Regions from separate parts of the Capsicum annuum genome. Here region 2 is linked to region 1. The links are chromatin contacts, called in public Hi-C maps. All regions are on one chromosome and are shown on one strand. Each heading gives the region's core, a stretch centred on a gene start, on an enhancer-like site or on the middle of the called end of the contact. The rest is flanking DNA. Distances are from core to core; before and after follow the strand shown. Region 1 has its middle 330 kb from the start of LOC107869728. Region 2 has its middle 340 kb from the start of LOC107868042.

The links. Hi-C and Micro-C count contacts between places; a contact is called where the count stands out from the background.
Region 2: a Hi-C map of placenta shows a contact between it and region 1, with 2.7 times the contacts expected there. The contact joins two enhancer-like sites. A contact is called at or near these places in 2 of 5 Hi-C or Micro-C datasets (leaf and placenta).

Annotation. Positions count from the first base shown.
Region 1 is chr4:36,828,944-36,835,547 of UCD10Xv1.1, forward strand. No RefSeq gene overlaps it. Among protein-coding and RNA genes, the nearest start is that of LOC107869728, 330 kb to the left of the region's middle. Within about 2 kb of position 4,163, at least 3 of the 5 cell types and tissues checked have an H3K27ac peak or open chromatin away from gene starts, as enhancers often do. A contact at or near this core is called in leaf, where this site is marked.
Region 2 is chr4:36,932,107-36,938,710 of UCD10Xv1.1, forward strand. No RefSeq gene overlaps it. Among protein-coding and RNA genes, the nearest start is that of LOC107868042, 340 kb to the right of the region's middle. Within about 2 kb of position 2,590, at least 5 of the 5 cell types and tissues checked have an H3K27ac peak or open chromatin away from gene starts, as enhancers often do. A contact at or near this core is called in leaf, where this site is marked.

The sequences.
Region 1 (6,604 bases), core at 2,913-5,412:
TTATCATTAGTAAAGAATCATCACCTTCTAATATCCCTTGATAGATGTCCATAACAAATGGTAATTCACAATTTCAAGTGCTTGTCAACTGATCAGGCATAGAGAAAAGGTTGAAGATCACTGAAAGTTCATATGGAGTAAAGGTGTTCTTTTTAGAATTAATATTTTATATAAGAATTGTGGAAATTTAAAATGTCTGTTAATGACATTTTGCAAAGGTTTACGATTAACTTAGTTTCAAGATGCAAATGTTGTTTAAACTCTTACCTAAAAACAGTGCATTATTTATTTATTTTTGGTGAAGCTGCTTTTAGAGTATGGAACTAATATGCATTAACTGCCGGAGTTTAGGGTCCTTTTGTACAATGCCATCAAACACTGGTCAAATGGGTGGAATGTAGAGGTGTCTACTAGGTTTAAACCAATTGTTCAAGATATACCTAGATTGATTTGTTGGCAATTGTGGAAGAAGAGGAATAGAATAAATCATGGTAGATCAATGCCAATCAATAGAGTTATGTATGAAACAAATGTGAATTTGCACCACTTAACCATCAACAAATTTCCTTGGCTGAAGGAAATATCATCTAGCTGGACACTTTTGGTAGATTTCTTACAAAATTACAGAGCTCAGTTGAAGACTATCTTAGTGGTATGGAAAAGTTCAAATCTTAGATGGTACAAATGTAGCTCGAATGGTGCATCAAGAGGGAATCATGGGATGAGTTCAATTGCATTTTGTATAGCGAATGGGTATGAAAATATAAGATATGTTTACAGTAGATAAATTCAAGCAAGAACAAGCATTTTTGCAGAAGCATTGCAATAAAGGAGAGCTATGAATATTGTGTACAATATCAATTACTTTCTCTAATTCTTGAAACTGACTCTATAGCCCTTACTAAAATGGTGAAAGAAAAATGATAGAGTCGTTACAACACTGTGATGATTATTAAGAGACTAAGAGAATTATTTAAAAGAAACATGATTCAGATCTAGCACACATACAGAGAAGAAAACTCACTATAAGATTTTTTTAACTAATTATTGTTTTAGTTTTGCAGGTATAAAATTTTCAACACCTTCTTAGAGTTACCTAGGAAAGCAAAGAGCATTCTAATCCTAGATTAGCAGTAAACACCATATATGAGAATCAAAAGACTAAAAAGGAAAGCATCATATTGAGAGTATTTTATAAATATTCTGATCATCTACTCCCAAAAAACACAGATTATCATGTATGGGAGGTTCAACACAAAATAAAAAGTTAAAGCTCAGCAATTTCACAAATATACAGCCCAAATATTGACATTAATTAATTGTAACCATGCTAGTAGGGTATAATTTCTTAAACTGATATGACTGAGGCATTAATTTTAGTGAGATTCAATCATATATAGAGAAATAAATAGGGGTATCATATTAGTTGTATAAAATTAATAGAAGCTTCAGATCTGACATACAAATGGGAAGAGATAGTGTCGAGAGCTTGGCATTTCATTCCATGGGTAACAATAAACAGCAGCTGATGATATTTGTACATATTAGGGAAAAAGACACAAATGGCCACTAGGGCGAAATTAATTCCACGAAAAGGCCATGAAATTCAAATTCCATTTTCTAGCTATTTTAATTTGTTGGCTTGTTTTATACAGTTTCTATGCATATTCTATAGAGCTTCTATACATATCTTATACATATAAATATTCTATACGAAAATAATATATAGTTTCAATACACAATTTATTCAAAAATTGTATAGTTTTTTACACATTTTATATAACAATTATATAATTTTTATACATTTTATAAATATATATATATATATATATATATATATATATATATATATATATATATATATTTAGAAAAGGATAGAATGACCCAAGTTGGAAACTGTATTGGTATTGTAAATAGACTGTATCAATATTGTATATAAATTGTATTTGAACAACAAGAGCCAAAATAACCCAAATTAGAAAATGGCTATAATGTGGAAATAAAATAGTTGACTGGCTCTTTTTTGACAAAATGTCAAACTTGGACTATTTATTTTAAAAATGGTCATTTTTCCTATTTTTTATTAAGCAATAAAAGGTCTATTGGCCAGGTTTTGATTTTTATTTTTTAAAAAAAAAAGTGGAATATGATTTTATATTTTTATTTTTATAATTTAAAAATATAAGTTTTTTTCTAATGTTTTTGAGTGTTCTGGTACGAAGGAGAATAACTTCTATAAAGTACTTTTCAAATTTTTCTTGTTTGGTTGGTCAAAATTTTTGAAAATAATTTTTCAAAAAAAAAAAAATTCTTAAAATAAGAAAAATAAACTAATAAAAATAAGAAAAACAAATTCTATAAGTGACATTATCCCAAATGTGTCTCCTTCCCACCTACCTAACACCCCAACCTTTGACCATTCACCACCGTCGAACCCCCCCTCCCCCCTTCCCTCCATTCAACCGTTATAGTGTTTTCCTAGATTACTTATAAATGCCTTTAAAATAATATATTTATTATTTTTACTTAAGTTCAAAAGAATTTGAATGTCTATACTTACTTGAAAGGTATACTTGACTAATTATTGAAAACCTCAAGTCGAATTCGAATCTAGAGAATTCAAATAGACAAGATTCGGCAGATTCAAAGAAATAGAATATGATATATCCCTCATTGATTCATCTTTCCTTTCATAGTTGATTTCTTCATTTGAATTTCTCTATTTCTTTCTGTGTATGTCTTCCTAGATCCTGTTATGTGTGCAATACAAAGTTCATAATACAGAATTCATTCAATTCATTCTATTGGTCCGACCCATTCAAAATATCATCTTTTAAATAAATGTGAGAATTCCAATAGATCCCTAATTGTCATTTTTTTTTGTTAGCCTAACAATAATTCTGTAAATTAGACTTGCTTAATCCAGAACAAAATGGATAATCGTTAAATATCTGTGAAAATAATTTTGTTAACATTTCATGAACAACTTATTAAACACGAAAAAGCATGTAATAAATCCATTTATTTTAATTTATTTTGCTATTTATTACTACTTTGGGCCAATTTATATCTTTTAAAATTTAGGGGTTGGTCTGAAAGCTTAGATAAAGAGATTTGAGTTAACTTATACTTATCTTAAAACGAATCTATGTATTGAAGATTAAAATTTTGAATCTAAATTCCTGATTGAGTCTTGATCCATTCCTTTTAATTAGAATCTCCCAAGTGTCTTTTGGGGGACTTTGATTGCCTTAAGTAGTTACTAATAGGGGTGGGCATGGTATCATATATATCGAATTATCATATCGAATTGAAATTTTTGATATCGTGATTTTTGGTATTATGGTATTTGGTATGGTATATGGTATATATTTTAAATTTTTTTGGTATATGGTATGATATACGTTATTTACAAATGACATACCGAAATACCGAATACCATACTGAAATATATATAGTTACATAAGTAACTTTTATATATATATACACACACAATAAAAAATACTTAGTATTAGTATAAAAATATTTAAACTTTGAAACTTTCACTATTCTATCTTGATTGAAATGTCTTTTTAGTGCAATTGACTAATAAAAGGAATTGTTTGTACTTCTTTTTCAATATTTCTACATGTGTAATGCATTTTTATGATACAATTAACACATGTTTTTGAAAAGTTGAAGTAATAATACTCTAGTATACGAATATATATTGTCAAAGTTAAATAAATTATGATTATCAATTATCATACCGCAAAATAATAAAACCAAACGTTAAAATACTGCACCATACCAAATTAATATGGTACGATAATGGTATAATATTTTTAAAAACTAAATACTAAAATTTTAAATACAATATCATATTATATCATGTCCATCCCTAGTTATTAGTTCAACTCTTTGAACCATCCAAACTGAATTTCATCCGTTTATATGGCACCGATAGTGAGATGTGAATTCTCAAATACATCACTGGAAAAATCCCCCAAAATAATAGAAACAAGTAAGAAAATTGAAGAAGAAAAAGAAAAGTAGGAAATAACTGATATCTTTTTCACTAGTCAATAATTGTATACTTTTTTCGAGGCTAATAATCCAAGAGCACTTGAGTCTCATTAGGCATGCATTTGTCTTATTGTGTAAATCATCATGTAAAAAGATTTGATGAATGATTTCATTATGAGAAACGTGTTGCGGCAGCTTGCTTTTATGGTCCCACCATTCAGTGACTTCTTGTCCTGGTCTAATGTGGATTTATTTTATTAAGAACTTTCGACTAGAATTATATATTACTATTAATACTTTCAAGTTATAAAATAATAAAGAACAAGAAGAATCATAAAGAGAATAAAGAGAGTGATTTTTATTTCTTCTCTTGAGGAATGATTTATAATGAAGGAAACTCTTTTATTTATAAGGAGAATTTGTCCCTAATTTTACACTAAAAGATAAATACATTAAATCCTGATAGACATCAAATAGATCTTGATAGACATTCACTATAATTAATATATATCATAACACTCCCCCTTGAATGTCTAACAATACGCATATAGGCTACCTCATTAAAAACCTTACAAGAAAAATCCAGTGGGACAAAATCTCGTAAGGGAAAAAGAGTACAACGCGTATTAACTCCTCCTAATAAGAACATCCTTGAATCTTTGCATTCCGATCTTGTGCACCATCTTCTTAAAAGTTACAGTTGGAAGAGACTTGGTGAATAAATCAGCCACATTGTCACTTGAACGAATCTGTTGTACGTCAATATCACCATTCTTTTGGAGCTCATATGTATAGAAGAGCTTTGGCGAAATGTGCTTCGTTCTATCTCCTTTTATGAATCCATCTTTTCGTTATGTTATGCATGCTGCATTATCTTCATATAAAATTGTGGGTACTTTGTCACATTTCAAGCCACATTTTTCTCGAATGAGATGTATTATGGACCTCAACCGCACACACTCTCGGCTTGCTTCATAAATAGCTATAATCTCAGCATGATTCGATGAAGTGGCTACGATAGATTGCTTTGTTGATCTCCAAAATATGGCAGTACTCCCACATATGAATACATAGCCTATTTGAGACCGAGCTTTATGAGGGTCAGATAAGTACCCAGCATCAGCATAACCAACAAGATCGAAACTGCAATCTTTAGAATAAAATAAGCCCATATCGGTTGTCCCCTTTAGATACCATAATATGCGTTTGATCCTATTCCAATGTCTCCTAATAGGAGCAAAACTATATCTTGCTAGCAAATTTACTGAAAAGAAAATACCAGGCCTTATAGTATTTGCAAGATACATTAGTGCACCAATTGCACTAAGATATGGAATTTCAGGACCAAGGAGTTCCTCATTCTTTTCTTGAGGTCAAAATGGATCCTTATTCACATCAAGTGATCGAACAACCATCAGAGTACTTAATGGATGTTCTCCATCCATATAGAATTGTTTCAACACCTTTTCTATGTAGGCAAATTGATGGACAAAGATACCGTTTGTCAAATCCTCAATTTGCAAACCAAGGCATAACTTTGTCTTTCTGAGATCTTTCATCTCAAATTCTTTCTTTAGGTAATCAATTATCTTTTCAAGCTCTATTGGCGTTTCAATAAGGTTTATGTCATCGACATAGACAGCAAGCATAACAAACTCTGACGTTGTTTTCTTTATGAAAACACATGTATAAATTTCATCATTCGTATAACCTTCTTTAGATAAATATTCACTAAGATGGTTATACGACATGCGTTCAGATTGCTTCAAACCATACAATGATCCTTGCAATCTAATGGAATACATTTCTCGAGGCTTTGTACTATATGTTTTCGGCATTTTAAATCCTTCAAAATTTTTCATGTATATCTCCTTATCAAGTGATCCACATAGATAGGTTGTTACCACATCCATCAAATGTATTTCAAGTCTCTCATGGATAGTGAAACTAATAATATGACGCAATGTTATTGTGTCAATAAATGGTGAATATGTCTCATCATAATCGACACCAGGCCGTTGTGAAAATCCTTGTGCAACAAAGCGTGCTTTATACCTTTATATTTTATTTTTCTCATTTCTTTTTCGCACAAAGACCTATGTATAGCCAACAGGTTTAACACCATTAGGTGTTTGAGTTATAGGTCCAAAAACTTCACGTTTGGCAAGTGAATTCAATTCAGATTAGATTGTTTCTTGCCATATTGGTCAGTCATTTCTTTTTCGATATTCTGTGATAGATCGAGGTTCAAGATCCTCTCTATCTTGCATGATTTTCATTGCAACATTGTATGCAAAGACAGGATCCACTACTATTTTATATCGATTCAAATTAGTTTCAACATCACTTAAATTTATGGATAGTTCCTCATTTTCTTGAGTCTCAGGCTCATTGATTCCTTCAGGAATATCAACATTGCTCAAATCTTGAGCTTTCATATGAGGATCTTTCGTAGTGTCATGTTGACCATTTTTTTCTAGGATTTCAATCCTGAGAACCTAATGGTCTGCCTCGCTTCAAGCGTGCTTTAGATTCATTAGCTATGACACTAGTGGATGGTCCTTTAGAGACATCAATTAGAATTGGGACATTCTCTACA
Region 2 (6,604 bases), core at 1,340-3,839, 100 kb after region 1:
CTTAGAAATTAACATCCTAAGGTTGGGAAGGCCAAAAATGGAATCATCGAAGTGTAAGGAGATTTGGAAATAACGAAGTCTTAACACTTAGTGAAATTCTCTAAGTCTTGGACCTCTTTAACATACAATAGTAAGATGAAATGAGCTAGGATCTTATGGGTTCTTACAATATCTTTCCACTTCCTTCAAACTTGGTTGTTTCATTATTTCTCATGAATATCACTTCTTTGGAATTAACAGTATCATAAGTAGCAAAAGCTTCTTTGTCCGCTCAAACATGTCTAGTGACTCTTGAATCAAACCACCATTTATTTGGATTTCTAATTAGATTGCATTCAATGATCATAGCACATAGATTTTTAATCTTTTCAGTTGTTTCCAGCATGTTTATCTGATCACTTTTCTTGTTTTTATTCAAAACTTGACTATGTAGAGCATTGTGGCAAACATAACTACAATTGTAGCACCTGTATTTGAACTTTTTCTTGTTTTGCTCTTTCTTTTGTCTAGAAGAATTCCTCTTCTTATTATTAGGAGCATCGTCCTTAGCAGGATTTGCAATCATCGTTGATGATTTCTCATTCAATTCATTATCGTCTTCTATATTGGGATAACTCACAAGATCTTTCAATTCAGATAATTATTTTTCAATCGTTACTTTTTTTTTGAAATATGAGGATATATACTTGTGAACATTTGCATTTTAAATTTGGTCAGCCAAAATGACTTCATTTTCTACCTTTGAAGTTTACATCAAAATATTTTTTCAATTTCTTTGCCATTTTCATTACTAGAGTAATATCTGAACGACTGAATGATGCAACATTGATGTCATTGGGATAACACCACTCGCAACCAAATCAATTTATTATTCTATTTTATTTGTCATTTTTCTATCAATTTTTGACATACACTTTAGTATTTCAGAATACTAATAATAAAAATTTTAATCTTTAATCAACCTGTTTCTAGTCAATGATGAAGTTTTTATATCTTCAAATCATCAACCAAATAAATTTTATACCTAACAAAGTTTTTATGACTTCAAATCAGAATCAAATTCAAGCAGAGTGAAACACCACAGATTTTAAACTTCAAAAATCAACACAGAGATTTTAGCGAATTGGTAAAGTTTTTATATTCTTCAAAACAAATTCCTACACTGATTTCTCGGTGAAGCTTTATATCCTTCTAACCGAGGGAGTAGAAATCAAAAGATTTTAGTCTCCACAAAATCTGACCCAATACAAATTAACCAAGCACTTAGTTTTTTCCACCAAACAAACACAAAAAATAAATATTTTCTTATCATCTAATTTCATTAAGATTGTTGGTTTTTGTGGATTTAGTAAAATCTGTATTTTAGAATAAGAACTTCAAACACATGTTCAAACTAATCATATGAACAATCAAATGAAGTTGTAACTCTATATTCACAACTTTTAACTTCAACAATAAGTCCAACCCAGCTTATGAACATCAACAAATGAAGTTCAACTATTTTCTGAAAAATAGCAAATCAAACATTTAGAAAAAGATGAAGATTAGAAGATTCAAGTCTACCAAATTCATGGTGTATCCTTATAGAAACAATCCCCCCTCCCTCAAGTGCCTGAGACTATGGAATATGTCCTTTCGGGATAAAATGAATCAATTCGATAGAATAGCAACACCTAAAACTCTGTCGAATTACAAATGCACTCAACGATAGCAAATCATACTAGAGTTTTTTTCAAGAAAGAGGAGAGTTTTCTTCTTCAAAAATTTTGTATCTGTACCTGAGGAAAAGTTTAGATATTTATAGTCATCAAGGTGTTGTTTCATGAAGAGAAGTGATGGTTCAGAAAGGTTCTTTCCTTTATAAAGGTGTAACTATTTGAAAAAGGTACAACTCTTCGAAAAAGTCACAACCTATTAAAACGGTCATAACCATCCAAACCGAAAAGGTGCTTATTCAAATTGTATCCTTTTTTGGTGTTTTTTTAAAAAAAAAATACCTATTCATATTTTATTTTCACACCTTTTAAAAGCCTAAAAGTATCTTGTTTGGACACTAACATAGAATTTTTAAACACACAAAAAAAAAAATCTAGCATAGTAACAACTTCAAAATTAGAAAGAAACGAAATAGTTGTTAGCAAATAATAGTAGGTGGTACGCAGGGTCTTGAATAATTAATCCCACTCAACAAAATAGTTAGAATTATAAAATTTAGCTAGTAAAAATACATGAATTCACTTAAATTTGGGCAAAAAATTAGAAGACACCCTTTTATGTAATACAGAATCAACTGCATATTTTAAATGAAAAAGGTACAAATATACTCTCGACCTGTAATAAATGGTACAAATATACCTCTCGTCATAGTTTTGGTAGAAATATTCCTTTTGCCGTTAATGAAAAGGTACAAATATACCCTTATCACTATCGGCGGAACACGTGTCACAATCATATTCGTTTGTCCTTTTTAATTTATTTTATCCCCAAATAATTAAACTCACCTTAAATTATATATAATCCATATCTGGTCCTAATAAATCCGACCCGACCCAATCTCATAGAGAATTCAAGCAACACAAAAGACACGTCTCTATTCCCACATCTCTATCATTGGCACGAACATTATATGTAAATACATGACCCCAGTATTCAACATTATTAAGACAATCACAAGGAAAAGCTATGTTAACTCTGGATGTTGTTAGAATAAACGTGCTCGTGATATTAGTATTCTATTAAAGGATATCACTCTATGAGATGTTAAATAGTCGGGACATTACAGGGAGGTACTCTTCAGGCCAGATGAATAAGGAAGCTAAAGCTATATTACAATCATTTATGCAACCTGAATAACATGTTGTACAATTTGAGGATAAGTACATCAGGACTATAATTATTATTGATCTTGTTCCTTGTTTAGATTGCAAATTAAGGAATATCATTGTGCTGAATAAAACATGAAATGAAGAAAAATGTCGAGTTTTTCAACTGATTGGAGTTGAAGTACTTTCAACATGAGTTCAATCTTGTGATGTTGATCATTCTAGAGATGCATCTGTTGTATCGGTTGAATTCTCTATTAGATCGGGTCGGGTCGAATTCATTAGGATGGAGTATGGGTTATAATTTAGCGTGGGTTTAATTATTTGGCGATAAAATAAATTAAAAAGGGCAAACGAATATGATAGTGACACGTGTCCTGCTGTTAGTGATAATAATATATTTGTATCTTTTCATTAACGATAAGGATATTTATACCCAAAATATAGTGAAGAATATATTTGTATCATTTATTAAAGTTCGGAGATATATTTATACTTTTTCCGTATTTTAAATTAAAGAGCTTGTTGAATTCGAAAAACGGGAAAAAAGAAACAACTTTGTTAGTTACTATATTAATTGTCACTTTTAACACATATTAATTGTCAATATTACTATAACTATTAGATGTCAATAATAGTTTATAAAATCAAGATAGAATTATCTTTTTTATTTTTCTAAAATAAATTATTTGTAAAAGTAAATAATATTAATTATATTAAAATAATTAAGAATAGATTAGATAAAACTAATTTTTATTTATCATTTCTTCAAAAGTGTCTAAAGTAAATTTCGACAACTAATATCAAAACGGGGGAGTATTCAATTAGGAACTTGCAAAATATACAAAACAAAAGAGTATGTACTTACTGGGTATGATTTGTTTGATTTAAAAGATTAATAAATAAAAGAAAAATAATTTATTAATTTTATTTGTTAATTAACAATTGACAAAGAAATTTTCATTAGACCGGTCTAGTTATGATCTAGTATTAAGCAAAAACTAATTCACACATTGAACCTAAAACAAAAATTAGACAAATTCTGACACTTTATTGATTCAACCAGTTTTGACATAAAGGTTTTTATATTGTATAGCCGTCAATCAAAATGATTGTCAAGAAATATACATTATTTACATATTGATTAAATATACAAACAATAATTTATATATTAAACATGATTGAAATATCTTTTCGGTATATTGATTAGCGGTTACAGCTTATTGAGGGTATGACCTCAGATGGAAATGTATGGAGAACATGGATTATGATAGAGGATTAGTGTGTGTGGATTATTTGTAGCTAGTAGTTAGGAGTGCTTTAGTATGGTTGGGCTAGTAGTCTTAGGGCTTTGTACATAGGCTGAAGCTTCTAGTTGGGAGGGTTTGGGTGAGGTGTGTGCCTTTAGTTTGTTATTGTATAATATTACTTTATGGGTGTTTTATTTCTGTTATTTCAGCTTGTTTCTTATTTTATTTCGCTTTTTTTTACTTTTTTTGATACTGAATTGGGGTTTTATGGGAAACAACCTCTCTAGTTCTTTGAAAGTAGTGCTATAAACTTCATATATTTTACCCTTCTCAGACCTCACTAGGTGTGAATGCATTAAATTTCATAAGGTTAAAAATATCTTGCTGATCAAAATATTCAGACATATCCCTCGTTTAAAAGCAAAAACTCTTAAATCAACTAAAATAACCCAATTTCAGTCAAAATTACACAATCCCCTCTTTAAATCCGACCAAGACCCACCTAAATTAATTAAACTCATATTACTCAAATCCCAAACCCAAGTTCACAAACTGAAACATTACAGTTTTGATAGAGTTCTTGAGTATTAAAATAAAAGAATAAAAATTTCTTGAGTATTTGGTTATATTTGGTATCCACTCGATGGTATGATACCATCGCTGTCCATTCTGTAAGCCAACTAGAGACGAAGTTAATTAAAGGATGATATTGACGAGGCAAGAGATGTGAATTTGGGTTTGGGGTTTAATTAGTATGAATGTTTAATTAGGAAAAATAACATAAATATACCCCTTAATTTATTATATTTGTACAAATCTTCGCTCTTATAAAGTAACTAGTTTAGTGTACATGTGTTGCACGTGTATTTAATATTAAAGAAGAAAATTACATATATACTAAGTAATGTCTAGTTTTTATGTAGGATAGAATTTGTAGATCTATTGTATAAGATGTGCATCCAGGGGCGGATCTATGCTATAATTTGGGGTGTTTCGGCACCCACTAAAATCGATGCGGAATAGGTATAATTACACAGAAAATATATGAAAATAGGTATAAAACATATAAAAACACCCACTCTAACAAAAAGTTGGTTGGGAGCATTGACATTTAGGTTGATCTTAAGGTGCTTTACTGGAAGTGTTGACTCGGTTTTGAACCTCATTGAGGTCATTTTTTATTTTTCTCAACTTTTTAATTTTTTAATCACCCACTATCCTTAAATTCTGGATCCGCCACTGTGTGTATCCAGTTGTCTTCATAGAATCACCACTATATCTTTGAGTGTTTTGGATGATCTTCAATCTCTCAATATCAATAATTTGGCTACAAGAGGAAAAGAACTCTTATCCAAAATCTTTTGACGTTCCTACATTGTCCTTTTATAGTGTCATTTTTTATACTATATATATATATATATATATATATATATATTAATTAATTATTTTTTTTACCCAAATATCACTTCAAGTGTTATTATATTAATTGAATATGTCATTGTCTTCTACAAATAATATAAAAATTAAAGTACATAAGAGAATGTTTTATTGTATGCAACAAACTTACCCTAGATCTTGTGGTCTAGTCTACTTCTAACCCCGCAAATTGTGAAAGCTTTAGGAATCGTTTGATAGAGTGTATAAGAATAATGTTGAATAAGGTATATTAATAATGCTTGTATTATTTATGCAAGTATTAATAATGCTGGTATTAATTACACATACATTAATTTTACACATTGTTTGGTTTGATGTATTAAAGATAATATATATTTATACAATTTTTATAAAAAATACTTGTTTACCAAATTACCCTTCCTTGTACCATTTGTTTTCAAGGCATAGATGAAATTAGCAGCAGCTCCTGATTCAGTTCAACCAAATACTATTAATTTTGCTCACCTGTTGCTAAACTGCTAAACCCTAATTCCTCTTAAGTTTGATGGGTTCCAAAATTGGATCTCTCTCTGTTTCAGCGAGTAAGCTCTACTAAAATTCTGAGATCAAGCAAGATGTTTTATCATTGATTAGAGATTTGGAACAACCCACTAGTATTGTATGTATTGTTTTTGGTTCTGAAATTTAGGCCAAGAATCAGAGTTTCAACTCTCCATTTATCCTTTAATTGGATCTTATTCACTTTATTACTGTGTGTGATTTCCATGCTCAAAACTTCAATTGATTGATTGGTCTTATAGCATTTGTCAAGGAATTTCCTTAAAATATTTGTTATTTCTTCTGCCTCAAAACTTCAATTGATCTTTAGGCCAAATAAGTTGAAAAAAACTTCATTATTTGAGAATTTTTGTGAACACCCATTATTAATCTGGAAGAAGCAACTCTGAAATGGTGATATGGTGGGAAAGGACCAGTGTGATATGGTGGAAAAAGAAAGCAAAAAAATAATTTTAGGGGTAATAGTGTCATTTAGCAAATTAATAAATGCGTTGAAAGTCTTGCATAGCTAATACATGAAAAATGATGTGTATTACTAATACACATCCCAATATACAATAGAGTGTATTATTAATA